2 separate regions of the Capsicum annuum genome follow, and region 2 is linked to region 1. The links are chromatin contacts, called in public Hi-C maps. All regions are on one chromosome and are shown on one strand. Each heading gives the region's core, a stretch centred on a gene start, on an enhancer-like site or on the middle of the called end of the contact. The rest is flanking DNA. Distances are from core to core; before and after follow the strand shown.

Region 1 (6,161 bases), core at 2,320-4,819:
AAACAACAAAATTTCTTTCATCAGTTGTACTTAACAAAGGGATAGTTAATACATGTTAGCTACGAGCAACATAGTAGAATAATATATTAGTAACGAAATACAAAGCTACTTATTTTTAGTGAAGAAAGATACACTATTATATACTAGTGTTTGACTAAATTAAGAGTGATGAAGTAACTGACCAGCTAGTAGCACTCCTACAAAGAGAGCCAAAAAAGCTAGCTAGATTATGTGATTGAAACATCCTAGCCATTTTAACACAATTTGGAGTAGATATTTTTTTTTTATAATGAAAAGAACTAATTAATTGTGTGAGTGCATTTTCTTGCTTGATGAAAGACCATATATATAGATCATTTTGTACTGTTCCTTGAGTTATTAGAAACTATTTGGATCATTATATCTTGCAAATTAACCCCTCTCTGAACTTGTGATGCCATATAGTCCATTATGGACTTTTATTAAGAGGTGAGGAGCAAATATTTTTAAAAAGTTTTAAATTTGTAATTATTATGAGTTATAAAACATTTTATGTAGTTTCTAAATACGTAAATTTTATTTTTATAAAATTGAAAATACTATGGCCGTATTCACACAAAAAATACTAATCAATTTGATCATCATATTTCAAATCAAGCCAGAGAAATTGAAATATGGGAAGTAACTTTTCGTGATTCTTACAACAAATCTAAGTGATTTCTTTATTACAAAAAATAACTTTGTATCTTTGATAACATTATAATAAAAGTTGAATTCCCTTCCATAAAATCACAATAGCTTAATCGATTATAATAAAATCAAATACATATAATTGTGTTTGAGTCTTATGCTTAAATGAAACGATCAATACTAATGAATACTCATCATATGTAATTTGACATATATCAAGAGAAAGCAATAATTAATAACATTCAACAAGCTGTTACTTTCTTATGATTTATACTTTTCAAACTTTTTACATATAAAAGTTATATCTCTTAAAACCTTGTAGTAATTAATTACTCAACCTATTTAATAAAGAATGATCTACTTTAACTTGAAATAGAGTTTAAAAAAATAAAAAAATAATAATTTTGTAATCCTAATTAAAGTTATGTCAAATGTATCAAAATATTCTTTAATTTTATAATTTTAAATATGTCATATGAAAAACTAAAATTAAGACGGATAGAGGTCATTTTTTTTATACAAACTAAAAAGAAAATAGATCGTTTTTTTTTTTTTAAATTAAGATAATAATTCAAACATGAAAAATAATATATTGTATCAATATGATAATTAACTCTTAAAGAATATTGTTAAAGTATAATTTGAACTGCAAAATTCACTTCTATGACTGCAAAATCCCGACAGTACCCATGTTTTATTTTTGTTAATCAATTTTCTAATTTTCTAAAAAATTATGGCTTAGATATGTCAATAAAGCTCAAGAAAAAAGAGATTTCGGCGGCACTATGACTGCAAATATCTCGATTAAAAAAACTCATAAAGAGAATGAAAAATTCAACCTCCATTAGTGGAGGTTAAAGAAGATGGGTCAGGTGGGAAAGATGATGATTTTGGTCCTTTTTTTCAAAAAAAATAAAAAATAATTATGGATGTATATAATGATGTGGCGATTTAAATGAGTTGACACAAATTAATTGGCCGTTTTCATCCACGTGGGAGCGAATGCACCTCATGCATCAAATCTGATGAAAAAGGTGGCAAAATGACACAATTTGTAGCTGGTCTAGGTGCTTAAAATGAACGTTGCCCATTTGAGGTGCGAAACTGTAAGTTCGTGTCAAATTGAGGGACCTGACGATGTATTTGGCCATTTAAAAATAAATCCTTTGTGCAATGGATTGTTGGATTCAAAATAAGGTTATTTCCGTTAAATTTATAATTTTATTTTCTTATATGAAATAGATAATTTTTAAGATTTTAGCATAAATTTTATTATCTTGGTTTTAGCTAATATTGATAGTTAAATATTGGTATAAAATTACTGTCAAATTTTATATTGAGACAATTCCTAATTTATTGTAGAAATAATATCTATTATATTTCTTGATCCTGTTTATCGTTGACTTTTGAGTTTCAAATTTTACAAATATAATTCTATGACAATATTCTGACTTCCACCACTTGTGGATTTTGAAATTTCATGAAAGTGTCATTCTTTTTAAAGTCTATCAAAAACATCTCTATCTCAATAGAGATAATATCTGCATTCATTCTATCCTCATAAAATTCCATCGGATATATTATTGTTGTCGTTTTCTAACACCCTAAAGTTCTCTACATAATATACACAACCACTAAAACACTTTGTGACCAAATGTTACTCTTTTTTTATAACTAGTGATCTAATGAAACTATGTGTTGTTTTGTGCTTTAACAATGTATTATCCGAACTATTAAATAAGCTAGTCAAAACACAAATTTTCATACTTTTATATAATGAAAATCAACTTCGTGAAAGAAAAACAGGTTAAAGTCATCCACAGACCCTTAAACTTGTCCCAAAAATTCACGTAGACCCCTCAACTAAGGCTTGTACCTATCAAACCCCTAACCCACCCGCATTTTGATCCAATTAGACCTTTTTTACCTAATCAGCAACAGATATAGAGTGTGTGTAATACACTCGCCTGACGTGAAAAAATTAACCAATTAAAAAATAATATGTGGCAAGAAAAAATTATACGTGGAATTACTGATTTTTCTATTTTTTATTTATTATCTATTTAATAAGTAATAATTTCTAATTAAAAAAAAAAAGAAAAAAAACACCCCCACCCCCAGTCGTCTTCTTCTTCACCTCACCCCACCCTGCTCCTCCCTCCTCCATCAACTAAGTATTTGCCAATTTACCTCAAAACCGTCATTACAACTCTATAAAAAACCAAAGCGAGAATATATCAAAGCTTAAATTTGAAATTCAACAATCAAATTACAAACATCTCAGTAATGAGTCATAACAATGGTGACAATGGCAATCTCCGTTAATTGGTATTTTTCCGTTGAGGACAGTAACATACTATTCTGTAATGTTAATCTTCATTTTTTCGCTAAAAAAGGACGACAACAATGGTGGCAAGGATAATTTCCCTTAATTGGTAATTTTTTCGTTGAGGGGAGGGAGAAGACCTTTAAAAAAAATAATTAAAATGAATGGCCTTTTGAGGAAGATGACAGCCTTGAGGAAGAAGGCATTTTAAAAAAAAAGAATTAAAATGGCCAGGCGGCCTTTTTTTATATTTAATTTTAGTTTTTTTTTTGTTTGACATGTCAATATTTAATTGGCTTGTCAAAACATTTTTTTTTGGCTTCACACACCTATATCGAGTAAAAAACATGCGCAGTGCCATGTAGGCAAAAAATGTTTGATTGGATCAAATTCGGGGGTTAGGGGCCTGATAGGTACAGGCCTTAGTTGAGGGGTTTAAGTAAATTTTCAAAACAAGTTTGAGGGCCTGTCGATGGCTTTAGCCGAAAAAAAAAATCATGTTCATATGTACTTGCTAGTGCTTGAAGATGCAAGACTAAAGGCAGTACTTGGGCTTGGCCCATCCGCTCCTCATTTAGGGTTGAACAAGGAAAACTAATACATGGACCTAGGCCCATTTATTCATTTGGGCTTGGACAAGGTATAAATAACATAAATACCAATCCTAAGTAATTACACTCTTTCCCTTTTTTGAATTACTTTACTCTCTCTATTAATATACATAATATAGTCGACATATACATAACATTCTGTGTATATGTTGTGATTTTTGTAATATGTTTAGAGAGTTGAGATTTTTTGTAATATTGGAAACATAAGTTGTGTATTTGTGTAATTTTTAAAAAATATTTTGCCTGGACTGGGTGGTTCTAAAGTTCCAAAAATTACATAAATACACAACCTATTTTTTCAATATTACAAAAAATCCCAACTCCCTAAACATATTACAAAAATCCCAATATATACACAGAATGCTATGTATATATCGGTTATGTTATGTATATTAATAGGGAGAGAGAGTAAAGTAATTAAAAAAATGGGGGAGAGTGTAATTACTTTTAAAAGGGTTGATATTTATGTTATTTATAAAGTTCTGATCCATCCATAGCACCAATGCTCTCTTTTTTCTCTATTGCTAAAGATACTTTAAGATCTCATACATAGACTTGATGGTTTGGTTGAGCCGAGCCGAGCCGAGCCGAGCCGAGTTTAACATGAACCTACTCTATGATCGAGTGAAATCTGAGTTTAGCCTAGTCAAATTTCTTTCATAAATTGCTAAGCCAAGATGAGCTTAATCAAACTTTACTACAATTTAGCCGAGCTCAAGTGAAGTGACATTTCTTATCCTACGTATATCATCAGCAATGACAACTTAAGAAGTAAATTATTAACATCTAAAAACTTAGAGAATATTAGAATTCAATAGCAAATGGCGCTCAAGTACGGAAATGTTTTACGCTATCAAATTAAATGACCTATAATAACATGTAATCATGGTTCATATATAACGTAAATTTTTTTTAAAAATTAAGTGTGCATATATAAACACACACACACAATTCATCCTTTGTTTAATTTATGTGGTCATATTTGACTATGCACGAAATTTAATTAAAATTGAGATCAATTATACATGACATATAGTAACGACACATAACAACATACTCATACATTACAACATATTATAGGTACATAATACACGTGATGATGATGTGATATATATGGATCATGAAAGATCAATATACGCCAATTATCTGCCTTGATTAGGATATCTACTTAATATCCATTACATTCATTTATTCATAATGATAAATTTATAAATATATAGTACGCACAAGTGGTCACTTATTGTTTTATCTTACAATAAACGTGACAGAAATATCATACACATAAGAGACCTTAAAAGAATAGTGCATTAAAATCCCCATAATGCACCGAGTATACATGAGGCCTTCAAGTCGATTATTTTTCCGGAACGACGCAAGCCAGCCTATTCCTAGTCCAACTATGGCGACAAGTGTTACAAACTGTAAGTGGTTTACAATCCTCATTAGTTGTACAACGATAGCCACACCTTTTCAAGGCTTTAAGATCTGGGAGAAAAATTTGCTCAAACACTTCAAATTCAAGTGGTAGATCTCGCATAGCCATCACTTTGATGTTTGATGTATGAACTGTAACATCTATGCATAAAGAATTATGAAAAACTCACAATGTTATACATGATCATCAGTCAAATTATTGAAAAAAAATATATAGTGATATAATTAAGTTAATCACTACTCCAAAAAAAAACAAACAGAAATTTAGGATGAACTAATTTTGTAGCCAAGCAATTTTTTTTTTGTTAGTTGTACTTAACGAAGGACTATTTAAAACATGTTAGCTGCGAGCAGTTTAGTAGAGTGATAGATTAGTAACGAAATACAAAGCTAATTTTTTTTTAAGTGAAGAAAGATGCACTATTATATAGCACTCCTACAAAGAGAAAGCCAAAAAAGCTAGCTAGATTATGTGATTGAAACATCCTAGATATTTTAGCACAATTTGTAGTAGACTTTTTTTTTTTTTTTTTTTTATAATAATGAGAAGAACTAATTAATTGTGTGAGGCTGAGCGCATTTTCTTGCTTGATGAAAGGCCATATATATAGGTCTTTTTGTACTGTCCCTTGAGTTATTAGAAACTATTTGGATCATTATATCTTGCAAATTAACTCCTCTTTAAACTTGTGATGTAATATAGTACATTATGGACTTTTATTGAGAGGTGGGGAGCAAATATTTTGTAAAAGTTTTAAATTTTTAATTATTATGAGTTACAAATTTTTTTATGTAATTTTTAAATATGTAAATTTTATTTTTATAAAATTAAAAATTTTATGGCCATATTCACACAAAAAATATTAATTAATTTGATCATCATACTTCAAATCAAGCCAAACAAATTAAAACATGAAGAGTAACTCTTTGTGATTCGTACAACAAACCTAAGTGATTTTTTTTAATACAAAAAGTAACTTAATGTCTTTGGTAACATTATGATAAAAGTTGAATACCCTTCTATAAAATCACAATAGTTTAAGCGATTGCAATGAAATCAAACACATATAATTGCGTTTAAGTCTTATGATGAGTTGAAATGATCAATACTATGAATACTC
Region 2 (6,041 bases), core at 647-3,146, 370 kb after region 1:
TATGATATAAATGGTGAAATAAATAATTTTAGAACTAAGTAATACTTTCAATCAAATACAGAAGAGAAAATGATTTATTATCCCCCAACCTTTAGTCAAAATTTCAACTACACACTCAATCTTTAAAGGAGACCTATTATCCCTAAACTTTTCTTTTCCGAATTTATTACCCCTAATTACTGACCTGTCAATGGACGTGACTACACCGCCCATGGACATGTCAGATGACTCATTTTCACTTTAAATTATTTATTTTCTAATTGCCATGTCATTATTTTTAATAATATAATAAATATTTTATTATATTATATATTATTCAATTCTCTCTTTTCTTTCTAATTGAGAATTTCTAATTTCTTATTAAAGTGTGTGTTCCCAACGGTCCAAACTCATCTTCTTCGATAAGACTTCTTCTCCTCCATTTTTTTTTTCGATTTCTGTCAAACATCTTCTTAGCTTAGTTTGTAATACCGATTTCTTGTTGAACTCTTGAAGTTGTGATTTATAATCTTATCCAACTTTAATTTGGGGTTCGTAATTTGTTGATTGATTTTGTCGGAATTCTTAATAGGGCAAATGAGGAATTGAATAAGCTTTGTATGAATGAATCAGACCCAATGCTCAATGCTATAGTGAGATGCAAACATGGAATTTTGTTGAACTTGCAAACTTCATTAACAACAAATCGAAGATGCAAACATGGAATTTTTCACATTAACAACAAATGGGAGAAAAAAATTCTAATTTCTCCCCTAAACCGACTTACACAATCAACAAAAATCCTAATTTGATGTACTTACGAACGTAATACGCTATTAATCAAACACTTAGACAACTTAAAGCACCAGTTAATTTCACTCAAATTTAAAGAATAGATAAAAATTCTAATTCAATTTTTTTCAGTTGAGGAAAAACACACACCTTATAATAGCAACAAGATGATTGTTTGAAAATCCACAACCAAAAGTGTAAATTACAATAACAATCTTCCAAAAAAAAAAAAGAGAAGATGAAATCATGGTGTCAAGAGGGAAGAGAGAGGAAAGAGAAAGATGAAAAGTTTTTCTTGAAAATGAAAGGATGGAAGAGAATGGAGATGAGATATTTATTGTAAAGAAAAATGAGAATATCGGTGTGGGCCCAGGTGCGTGAAATACACAAATGTATTATTAATTGATTTATATTGACAGGTCAGCAATTGAGGGATAATAAATTCGATAAAAAAATTTAGGGGTAATAGGTCTCCTTTAAAGATTGAGTGTGTAATTGAAATTTCAACTAAAAATTGAAAAAGTAATAGATTATTTTCTCAACACAGAATAAATCATCATATACTGCTATATTATATCTTTAAATTATCATACCTTATACTTCCTACTAAACAAATCTTATCAATTAAGTAGGAAAGTTATTTTATCCAAAGGGACCATAGATCAAGTACCACTAAATAGGACCATATGTGTGTTGGCCCTTTCACTAGACCAATGTCACTTGTGCTTTCTTTTTCTTTAGTAAAAATGTGAGTCAGAGTGCACATGGCAAACTAGCATCAAACAAGAAGTACTTGTTATAACCAAGTACTATATAATAGAGCACTTGTATTCATTATAACCAAAAAAAAAAAAAATTGGAATTAACACTAAATTTTGTCACTAATCTATTGCTAAATTGTTCGTAATTAATATTTTTTTCAATAATTTAGTGACGGATTTTGTTGTTTAGCTACAAAATTCGTCAGTCCTAAATTTCTTCCATTTTAATAGTGATTTTTATATAGCTTGATTATATTATCTTTATTTTCAATAATTTAACTAATGATTATGTTATATGTATGTGACACTTATATTTTGTCCAACTTTTCGCCAAAGTTGGCTTAGGGGAAGGTTGGGTTGCCTCACTTCAATAAAGTAATCGACTTGATGGCCTCCCTCGAGCATAGTGAAAGCATTAGTACTGCAGTTGTCATGCCCCATTAAGGCCTTGTATATGTGTCTAATATTTGTGTCACTTGTCATATATACATATTTATGTATATAGCGTTCGATATAGATAAATGTAATGAATATCCAATATCCTAAGTAGATTGGTATATATTGATCTTTCAAGATCATATATATGATACTCCCTCCGTTTCGAAATAAATGAATTGTTGGATTTTGACACATAGATTTAAAAAAAAAACATCCAAGACATAAATTTAATATAAATTTTCATTTTTACCCTTGAAGTCTCTTTTACCCAAAAAAAGAAAAAGGTGCAGTCTCTTTTACTTATCAAATCATAAGGGTAATTTTAAAAAAAAATTCAACAATTCACTTATCTTGAAACACCAATAAATACCCCAACAATTCATTTATTTTGAAACAAAGGGAGTATATCACATCATCACATGTGTACTATCAAGTATGCACGTAGAATATGTCTTAGGGGTCGTTTGATAGAGTGTATACGAATAATGCAAAATATGGTGTGTTAGTAATGTTTGTATTAGTAATGCTTGTGTTACCTATGCTTGTATTTTTCTTATGCAGTGTTTGGTTTGATGTATTAAAAATAACAAAAATTAAATAATTTCAAAAAAAAAATAAAAAATTTTACATTAATATCCTTCATATATATGTTGGAAAGGATGTGAATTTTTTTTAAGGATAATAGTGTCTTTTAATCATGTTAATGCATGTATTTGATCCATTGCATTGCTAATACCATAGATTTTAAGGTATTAGTAATACACACCCCAATACACAATAGAGTGCATTAGTTATACATAAGGTGCAAAAATATATCAAACAAAGTGTTAGTAATACATATTAAACTAATGTATGCATTAATTTTTTAATACACTCTACCAAACGACCTTAATGTACTATGAGATGGTGTGTATTAATTTCCTTTCTATTCGTTTAAAATGTTCAAGGGTGTGTGTCATGAATTCTAAAAGAATTGGGTTACTTCATTCCTATTTTACTTAGGTTATTTATTGGTAGATTCGGTCTGATTTTGTATATTATGTGTTTGATCTATCGAATTGTAAATATGTTAATCTAGTTACCAAATAAGATATTTGCTAATATTGATTTTCAGTCCTTAATAATCTGATTTCCGATTTAATTAATGAAAAAAACGCCTTTAAATATTTTTTTCCTTTTTCTTTGTTTTCATTTAACGGTGAAAGCACTACAGAATGGCAAAAGATATTCCTCAAGTACAAATACATTTCACATTATAATCAACAGTATTTGTCTTGCCAGTTATTTTTTGATCATTAATAAATTATCTTACGATTTTATCTCAATCAAATATTAAATAAACTTACTTTTAAATTAATTTCAAAATTAGTGGGGTTATCATGCATGGGGAAGATGGTCCATTTGTTTGCCATAATATTCACGTGTGAGTTGTATGGAATCTTTGTCCACACAAATCTACATATGCAAACAAATTCAATTTAGATATTTGGTTCTATGTTGATATATCATCACTAAAATTATGGGAAAAGGATACAAATGACTACACGATCGAAATTAATTTCACGAAAATGATTATGGTATTCAAATTTTATTTTCTATCCATTTTAATTTGTTGGCTTGTTTTATATAGTATCTATATATATTCTATACAGTTTCTATACATATCCTATGCATATAAATATTCTATACGAAAATTATATAGTTTCGATACACAATTTATACAATAATTGTATATTTTTTTTTCTTACACATTTTGTACAACAATTATATAATTTTTATACACTTTTTATACATTTTTGTATATATATTTTATACATATACATATTTGATAGAACTATCCAATTTCTATACATATATCTTACATAGATACATATTTTATATAACAATTATATCACTATTATACAATTATATTTAATTTTTATTTTTAAATAACAAAAAAAAAGTGGAATATTTTTTAGTTAAAAAATTTGTAGCAAAAAAAAAATTAAAATATTTTTAGAAAAGGGCCGAATGGTCCAAGTTGGAAATTGTATCAGTATTGTATATGAACTGTATCAATTTGGTATATAAACTGTATCTGAACAACATGAACCAAAATGACCCAAATTAGAAAATGACTATAATGTGGAAAAAAAAAAAAGCAAACTGGCTAATTTTTGGCAGAATGTCAAACTTGGACTATTTGTTTTAAAAATGACTATGTGGTGTCTTTTTCTCTAAAATTATTGCGTGAGGGTGGGGCCGAACCTAGGTGTAAGTATGCAATGCTATGTCACTCGTTAAAATTAATACAGTTTAGGTATAATTATATAAGAAATATATAGAAAGTGATTCATAATGAAGAAATCACTCTTTGAAGTTAAAAAGATAACTCAGTGCTTTGTTTAATTTTTCAAGCAAAATCTTCATATTTTAGATGTCAATATATGTATTCAAACCTCTTAAGTATCGTTAATTTCTAAATTTTGAGTCCACCACTATATACGGAAACAAATAATTTGAACAGACGGCTAGAAAAAGTAACGTCATTGCCTGACAGACCATGCGTCGAAGTAAAAATTTAGGATAAATTACATCACACCACTAGCATCCTTATCATATACATATATACATATTATCCCACATCTTTTATTTAATTACCTCACATTTCATATTTTAATAAGAAAAAGTCATCATTTTCATCTCGAACTTATTTCGAAAAGTCATTTACACATTTAAATTATTATCATGACCTACTACATACTTATATTATATAAAAGTGAATTTATTTACTCCTTAAAATAACGAGGTAAGAAAAATTAATTAAAATAAATATTTTTGCTGGAAATTAATGGAGAAAAATCACACCGACAATGATTTCTCCACAACAACCAAAACATGAACAACCAACAAATTCCTATTAATTCTACTATCACCATCAAAATTAACAACTTAATAACCCAATTTCACCATCTCCCTCGTATTTTCATCGCCCATCACCAGCCACCATTAAGATAGTGCAAAAAAAAGAAGAAGAGAAATATTAAATAAAGATGAGTAATAAATAAGAATAATTTAGTTAAATTACCTTCTAGTTAATGATATTTTTAAGAGGTGTGAAACTTTTAAAAGTAACAAAGGATCACTCACATAAGCTATGAGAATACCAAACCTCACTGCAAACATCAAATGTTCTCGTAATCTCTCTTTTTCTTTCTTTACTTAAAATACTGCGAAACGGGAATACATATAAATACTTTGAATTAGTTTCTTACATCGCAGCTTCACAATGTAGTTGTGAAGTCAGTTTAAATAGACGATTAGAGAATGATTATTTCTGAATCATATAATCAACATCGTAAGTCAACAATTTAAATAGACAACTTAGCTGACGAGAAAGCAATGCAATACATGATTGTGAATTATGCCTTAACCCTGGAATTCTTTCCTAGTATTGTCTACAATCCATTCATTACGTTTTTGCTTTTATTGTTAATTTAGAATTATATAAAAAGCAACTTATTCTTGGTTGCAATCGTACTCGTTTAATTTCATAGTATTACTCTAGTTGGATTTTTTTCAAGTTACCAAGTCTTTATGAATTTGACATCCGATTCGCAAAAGTCACTATATTATTTATACGATCGTGTTCACTCAAATGTGCATTTGAATCCAACAGTCACAAGCAAAAGAAAATTAGCTTAGACATTATAGAGCACATGAAGTGACGGTCCCTCTGCTTAGATATTTTAAGTACATATTTTTTAGAATTAAATTAATACGTTATCTGCATGATATTCATACTCAAAAGAAATTAAATAATACACCTAATTATATATTAAATTATTTATTCAAAGGGTACAAAGATTCAGTCCCAAATAAATGGGAACCATATGGATGTGGTCCATCACCTGAGCAATGTTGCTAATTGTGCTTTCTTTTTCTTTACTGAAAATGTGTACGAGGGAGCACATGGGCAACAAGCATCCAATTAAGTCTGAAGTTTTAAGAGATAAATTTTTTATGTTAAAAAGAATATATATTTGTATATCTAAACAATTTAAAAGGCCTACATATATGGTCTTTCATAAG

What was found. Hi-C and Micro-C count contacts between places; a contact is called where the count stands out from the background.
Region 2: a Hi-C map of placenta shows a contact between it and region 1, with 8 times the contacts expected there. The contact joins two enhancer-like sites. A contact is called at or near these places in 2 of 5 Hi-C or Micro-C datasets (leaf and placenta).

What each region holds. Positions count from the first base shown.
Region 1 is chr12:229,197,597-229,203,757 of UCD10Xv1.1, forward strand. No RefSeq gene overlaps it. Among protein-coding and RNA genes, the nearest start is that of LOC107851714, 20 kb to the left of the region's middle. Within about 2 kb of position 3,570, at least 1 of the 5 cell types and tissues checked has an H3K27ac peak or open chromatin away from gene starts, as enhancers often do.
Region 2 is chr12:229,566,220-229,572,260 of UCD10Xv1.1, forward strand. No RefSeq gene overlaps it. Among protein-coding and RNA genes, the nearest start is that of LOC124889475, 5.8 kb to the left of the region's middle. Within about 2 kb of position 1,897, at least 2 of the 5 cell types and tissues checked have an H3K27ac peak or open chromatin away from gene starts, as enhancers often do.